Linked DNA regions of Bombyx mori: region 1 is linked to region 2. A link is a contact called in public Hi-C data. All regions are on one chromosome and are shown on one strand. The core of a region is the stretch at or near the end of the contact, and the rest is flanking DNA. Distances in the headings are between cores, read along the strand shown. Region 1 has its middle 21 kb from the start of Nanoso. Region 2 holds the start of Jafrac1 (thiol peroxiredoxin).

The links. Hi-C and Micro-C count contacts between places; a contact is called where the count stands out from the background.
Region 1: a Hi-C map of middle silk gland shows a contact between it and region 2, with 2.6 times the contacts expected there. The contact joins the enhancer-like site here to the promoter of Jafrac1 in region 2. A contact is called at or near these places in 2 of 7 Hi-C or Micro-C datasets (middle silk gland and whole pupa).

Annotation. Positions count from the first base shown.
Region 1 is chr15:18,013,043-18,016,017 of ASM3026992v2, forward strand. No RefSeq gene overlaps it. Among protein-coding and RNA genes, the nearest start is that of Nanoso, 21 kb to the left of the region's middle. Within about 2 kb of position 1,254, at least 4 of the 8 cell types and tissues checked have open chromatin away from gene starts, as enhancers often do.
Region 2 is chr15:17,965,385-17,968,132 of ASM3026992v2, forward strand. It overlaps Jafrac1 (thiol peroxiredoxin), which reads left to right and starts at 1,373. Exons shown (of 5, transcript NM_001043618.1): 1 at 1,373-1,422.

The DNA.
Region 1 (2,975 bases), core at 4-2,503, 48 kb after region 2:
GCTCGATGTCACTAACACTTGGCTGACCAAGTGGCGCATAAAAGCAAGCGCCCCCAATTCTCACATCACATTTACCCTAAGATGTGATACTTGTCCTCCAGTCAAACTCAGCCACGATACATTGCCGCAATCAACCTGTGTTAAGTACTTTGAATTTCACTTGGACCGAAGGATGACATGGAAAGACCACATCAAAACGAAGCGTAACGAAATTAACATTAGATTTGAAAACCTACTCTGGCTTCTGGGTAGACAGGCTGCCTTATCCCTATCCAACAAGTTAAGAGTGTATTGCTCAATAATAAAACTGATCTGGACGTATGGAAACCAACTGTGGTCGACAGCCAGCAAATCAAAATCATGTGCCTCCAGAGAGCTCAAAACAGTGTCCTGAGGGTATATTATTTATTTATTGCATTGAGTAGGCTAAACATGAAATGAAACGAACGAAATGAAAATGAGGTTGTTAAGAGAGTGTTAACTATGAATGTGGAAGGATATAGAGGAAGAGGTAGACCTAAGAAGAAATGGATGGATTGTGTGAAAGACGATATGGGTAGGAGGGGAGTGAGCGAAGAAATGGTATATGATAGAAGAGTATGGAAGGAGAAAACATGTTGCGCCGACCCCAGGTGATTGGGAGAAGGGCAGGATAATGATGATGATGAGTAGGCTAAACATGAAAACGAAGTCTCTTCTGGCTTAGAGCTCTATCTAAGTCGCCGTTCTGATTAAATCGGCTGCAACTTGCGTTTTAGTTTGAAGCGTAGAATTTCTGAATTTTTTATGTTCAACAATTAATGTTCAAGTTTTAGCGTGCTTTTGCTGTGTCACTATCACTAGGCTGTTGGTAAAACTGTATATTGGACTTATTAATAAAGTAGTGATTCCTAATAACAGCCAGAATGCATTATTATTATTAAAAACTAGAATTTCCATACAATATTATACAAATTTAAAGTATCATATTTCTGTGGAAAATCAGATAACCGTATTTTAAAGTAATGGAGGCTTCTATCTTTCTCAACAGAAGTAAGTATAAGTCTATGTGTTGGCATCCCAAAGTCCAATTCTAAAAACATTTGCCTAGTACCAGGCCAGCATAAAACACAAGAGGTAAAATGCAAATGAAACGCGCGTAGAGGCGCGGGGAGGAGCGCGGCGGGGCGGGGCGGGGTAGGAAAGTAAAAGTCATGGCGTCTAACTGTACCCGCATTCACTCTCGCCCTGCAAAGTCTGACACAGTTATTGGCGAAACGCTGTCCGCTCGTATGTGGCACGCCGGTTGTAACGCGCATCACGAAACAAGTGCAGCTCGACGGAATACGGCTTTTGATTATCAACGAACCTTGATCTTACGTATTCAGGACCGTCAAATGAGGTTTATGGTTATCGGCAGGTTTAGCTGCCTGTTTTTGACTGAGTGAGAAATACACAAACAAGACGAGTATGAACTCGGCACGAATTAGGCCCAGAATAACAAAAATCTTTAACATTTTTTATATTTATTGCTTAGATGGGTGGACGAGCTCACAGCCCACCTGGTGTTAAGTGTTTACTGGAGCCCATAGACATCTACCACGTAAATGCGCGACTCAGAAGAGGTCCTACCACATTTGTTAATTGTTAAGATTTATTAGGGCTGGCGTGTTGAAGTGCCTTGTTGCCTTCGAAGGCAGATCAGCATTGGATTCGCAGGATGGAGAGTGGCCTCTGTCGCTCTTGAACATCAGCATTACCAGAAGCATAGCTAACGAGGTCAGCATATAAATTTAAAGTATTATAGTTTATAGCAAACTCCTAGACTTTTACTTTTAAACTTTATTACCTTTTAACCTTTTCTTTTTTGTTGTTATTATTTATTTATATATTTTTAAAGACACAAAGAATATAGTGGCACATATCTTGGGACGTGAGGTCGAAGTGCGTGCAAGTTTCAATTCATTACATTGCGGCTATTCCACCCTTCCATCTGGAACACATTAACGCAGCAGAAATAGGCAGGATGGCGGTACCCATGCGAGCTCACAACACGAGTCACCCAATACTATCACTTTTTTCTCCTAGCTATGCTGATAGCCTTGAGAGGCTATATCACCGTTACCCTAGCGTGTAGGTGAGCTCTCGGGGCTCAAGTCGAAGGTGTTGCTAACAATGGCCCTAGATAGAGCAGTGCTTCGAAGAATCTACCACCGGATCGGAAACGCGACCCACTGAGAAGATCCAGCGAGAAACTCAGTGGGTTGTGTCTATGGGTGCTATCACTGTACTCTAGTTTAATACTCAGAGAACACTGCTGCCCTTTTCGCCGGGAATCCCTTAGCCACTGTGTACCACAATCTCTGAAAGACAGGGGTGGTGCAATTTTTTATAGATACCACACACCTACAGAGATTTACTTGCTATATAGCTTAGTGCATAAAACTTTTTTGATAAACTTTAAGCCACGTTATTTTTCTCCACTTAGGTACATTTGATATTTTCTCTGGGCTTTATTACTCATTTAAAACAAAAGAGAAATAAGCAAAAAAGTCATGTTTAAATAAAATTATCTCAATAATTGTTGGACGCGTTAAAAAGTGTATACCTACATATATTGAAACTTAAAACAAAAGTATTTTTGACGATAGACACAGCAGGTAAATTAAAAGTAAGATTGGAGAAATTAGACGTAAATAATTAATACGTCTTTTTTGTGGTATTGGTGATGGCAGCTTACACTTTAAAGTAGAAACGTTGGCTTGGAACCGCAGAATGATCACACCACATGAATAATGATGAAGAAAACCGAAATATGAACATGGAATTATATACATTCTAAATACAATATGCTTTAACATTAAATAAAAAACGAGATATTTTTAAAATTATTTATTTCCAAACCCGCTTCGCAAAATAACGAGTTCCTAAATCTACACTCACGATAAATTCTCGCCATATTTCCCGTAAGAGGCACATCTTACCAAAATACTCAC
Region 2 (2,748 bases), core at 123-2,622:
AAAAAATATTTTATAATAATTATGGACGACAATATTGATAATAGTATTTTTCATTATATTATTATGTAGCTTATGTGAAACGTTGGTATTTATAACAGCGCCATCTATAAGGTATTAATGCCAGACAGTATTACAATTGTCTGTAAAAACTGATTTATGGCGCCATCCGTTTTAGACTTATGAAGCTTACAATTAATAACAATAATCAACTTATGAAATCATTTTATTGTTAATTAATAAATATTGCGACCATTAAACGAAATAAAACCATCATGCGGCCTAAGTTGGAACAAGACACATAAGTATTTAAAAAAAGAAGTTAAAATCGGTTTAGTAATTTAGGTGTCCATCGCGGACAAACAACGTGACACGTAATTTATATTAAGAAGATGAAAATGAAATTTTGAAAATAGTGACATCTATCATTGAATGTAGAAACGATAACAAACGCTCTGCTAGAACATTTACATTTCCATAATCAACAATCCCGTTACTTAGTTATTTTGCAACCGTTATTGATTTAATAACACCAGAAATAAAATATTTAATTTTGAAAAAAAATTCGAATTGTGAAGCCAGTAGCTAAATAAACCGGGAACCTTGTTTAAGCTGCTGAGCATGGTGTAGATATATTTTTACAGGTACACAGGTAAAAGTTGTAAATAACAGTTAACTCGCGGAACATTGCCACACCACAGGAAACTTACAAAAAAAATCATGACATGATGACATTTTCATAGTAGTGTTTTTTTGATTTCCCGTAAAATAGATTAAATTCTAGATGTCGCTACAGTAGCATGATTCCTGAATTTTTAAAAAGCTGCACCAAATGTCGTGTCTAAATATAATATATACTATCTCTCCATCTTTATCTTGATATCTTTTTTTATTCGTTCAAACCAGCGCACACTTTGCATTTCGACTTAATACCTATATCCACTACAACTATTATTTTAATAGATACCTACAGCTCAAGCACTAGGAACAGGTATATTAACCTTGATAGCCGTGCCCGTGAAACCTAATCCAAACTCAGCCCATTGAATTTCACACCGGTTCTTCTCAACAGGCCGCGATTTAATACAAAAGTAGATGCATTCACGAAGCTGCTGCCTTTGATCTCTACTTCAGAGGCGCTCTGGCAGCCGTTAGAACATCTCATCCCTTCCGGCTGAGCTCGTGCTCGTTCTCCTGTCCAAGTGAAATTGGCCCGGAGACCAGTAATCCGTCTCTCCAAAAAAGGGCCGATTGCCATACGGAAAATTTTTGGAGGTAATTTATCTATGGAATTTTCTAACTATAGTCTGTGGACGGATGAGTTCCGGTAGAATCGTGGTTTCAAGATCCGACTGTCATTTTTATTTCAAAAGCGAGTCATTCTCCGGTGCTTTCGGTTTTCGTCTATTATTCAAAAGTCTTTAGGTAAGTACTAGCCCAGTATTTTATCAGATCCATATTAATATAAAATATACCCAAATTTTTCTATTTGCTATTGTTAATCGGAAACAATGTCAAAGGACGTAACGTCACTGTTTAAATGTTTGGTTCGTTCTAGAACCAGACCGGCGTTTTTTATTTCTTTGGCGTTCTTCACTAATTACGATCGTGGTATCGTCTAGCTTCATCTACCAGATTTGAAGGCCCTGGCATAATATAAATCAACATAATACCCGAATTTAAATTGTTAAATATACGATAAATTTAATTTCGGATATCCTCAGCGATGATAATTATTAAAACAGAATATTTTCAGTCTGCAATTAATATTCTTTAATTTTCGGGTTGCTAAACAGAAGCTGACTCATGCGTATATAGATAAATGTGTTATTAAGTGATCTAATAAATTTTTTCAAATAAAAATCATTTACATGTGTAGCCACAGCTAGTTTTAAAACTTCAGTTCCTCTTTAAAAGGTATATAATGCAGACAACAAGGGTACCTAGAAAAAGGTATCTCAGTGAATCTTCAGATGTTAGTGGAAATTTACCTAAAAAACTTTTATTAGAGAGGTAGGTTTGTTTTAAGAGTTTGGCAATTTAACTTTGAAATCTGGTCCAGACTTTGCATTTAAGTGATGGGGATGTCTCAACATGCAACATTTCAAACAATTAGTGGAGTAATATAAAACACTCATTAATAAATGACGGCTCATTTTTAGTGGTATTAAAACTGGCAGTATGTGGAACAATATTTTCAAGACTTTCTAAAGTACTTTTAAGACTTAATCTCTCATTTATTATTTTCACTTTAAGTTTTCAGATAAGGAGGTTTATTTGTTGAAATATACACAATGTTTTTAACTAATACTACTATGATAACTGTATATTTAAATATCGGAAACTGTAATATGAAAATAATAAAAGTCTGATTTCTAATTCCTAAGTGACATACAAGACTTCGGTTCCCTCTGTATTTTGTACCGTATGTTCCATGGAGAGTGCTCTGAGGAATTGTTCGAGATGATACCGGCATCTCGTTTTTACCATCGTGCCGCCCGCCACCGGAGTAGAGTTCATCCATACTACCTGGAACCACTGTGGTCATCCACAGTGCGTTTCCAGAGGTCTTTTTTGCCACCTACCATCCGGCTATGGAATGAGCTCCCCTCCACGGTGTTTCCCGAGCGCTATGACATGTCCTTCTTCAAACGAGGCTTGTGGAGAGTATTAAGCGGTAGGCAGCGGCTTGGCTCTGCCCCTGGCATTGCTGAAGTCCACGGGCGACGGTAACCACTCACCATCAGGTGG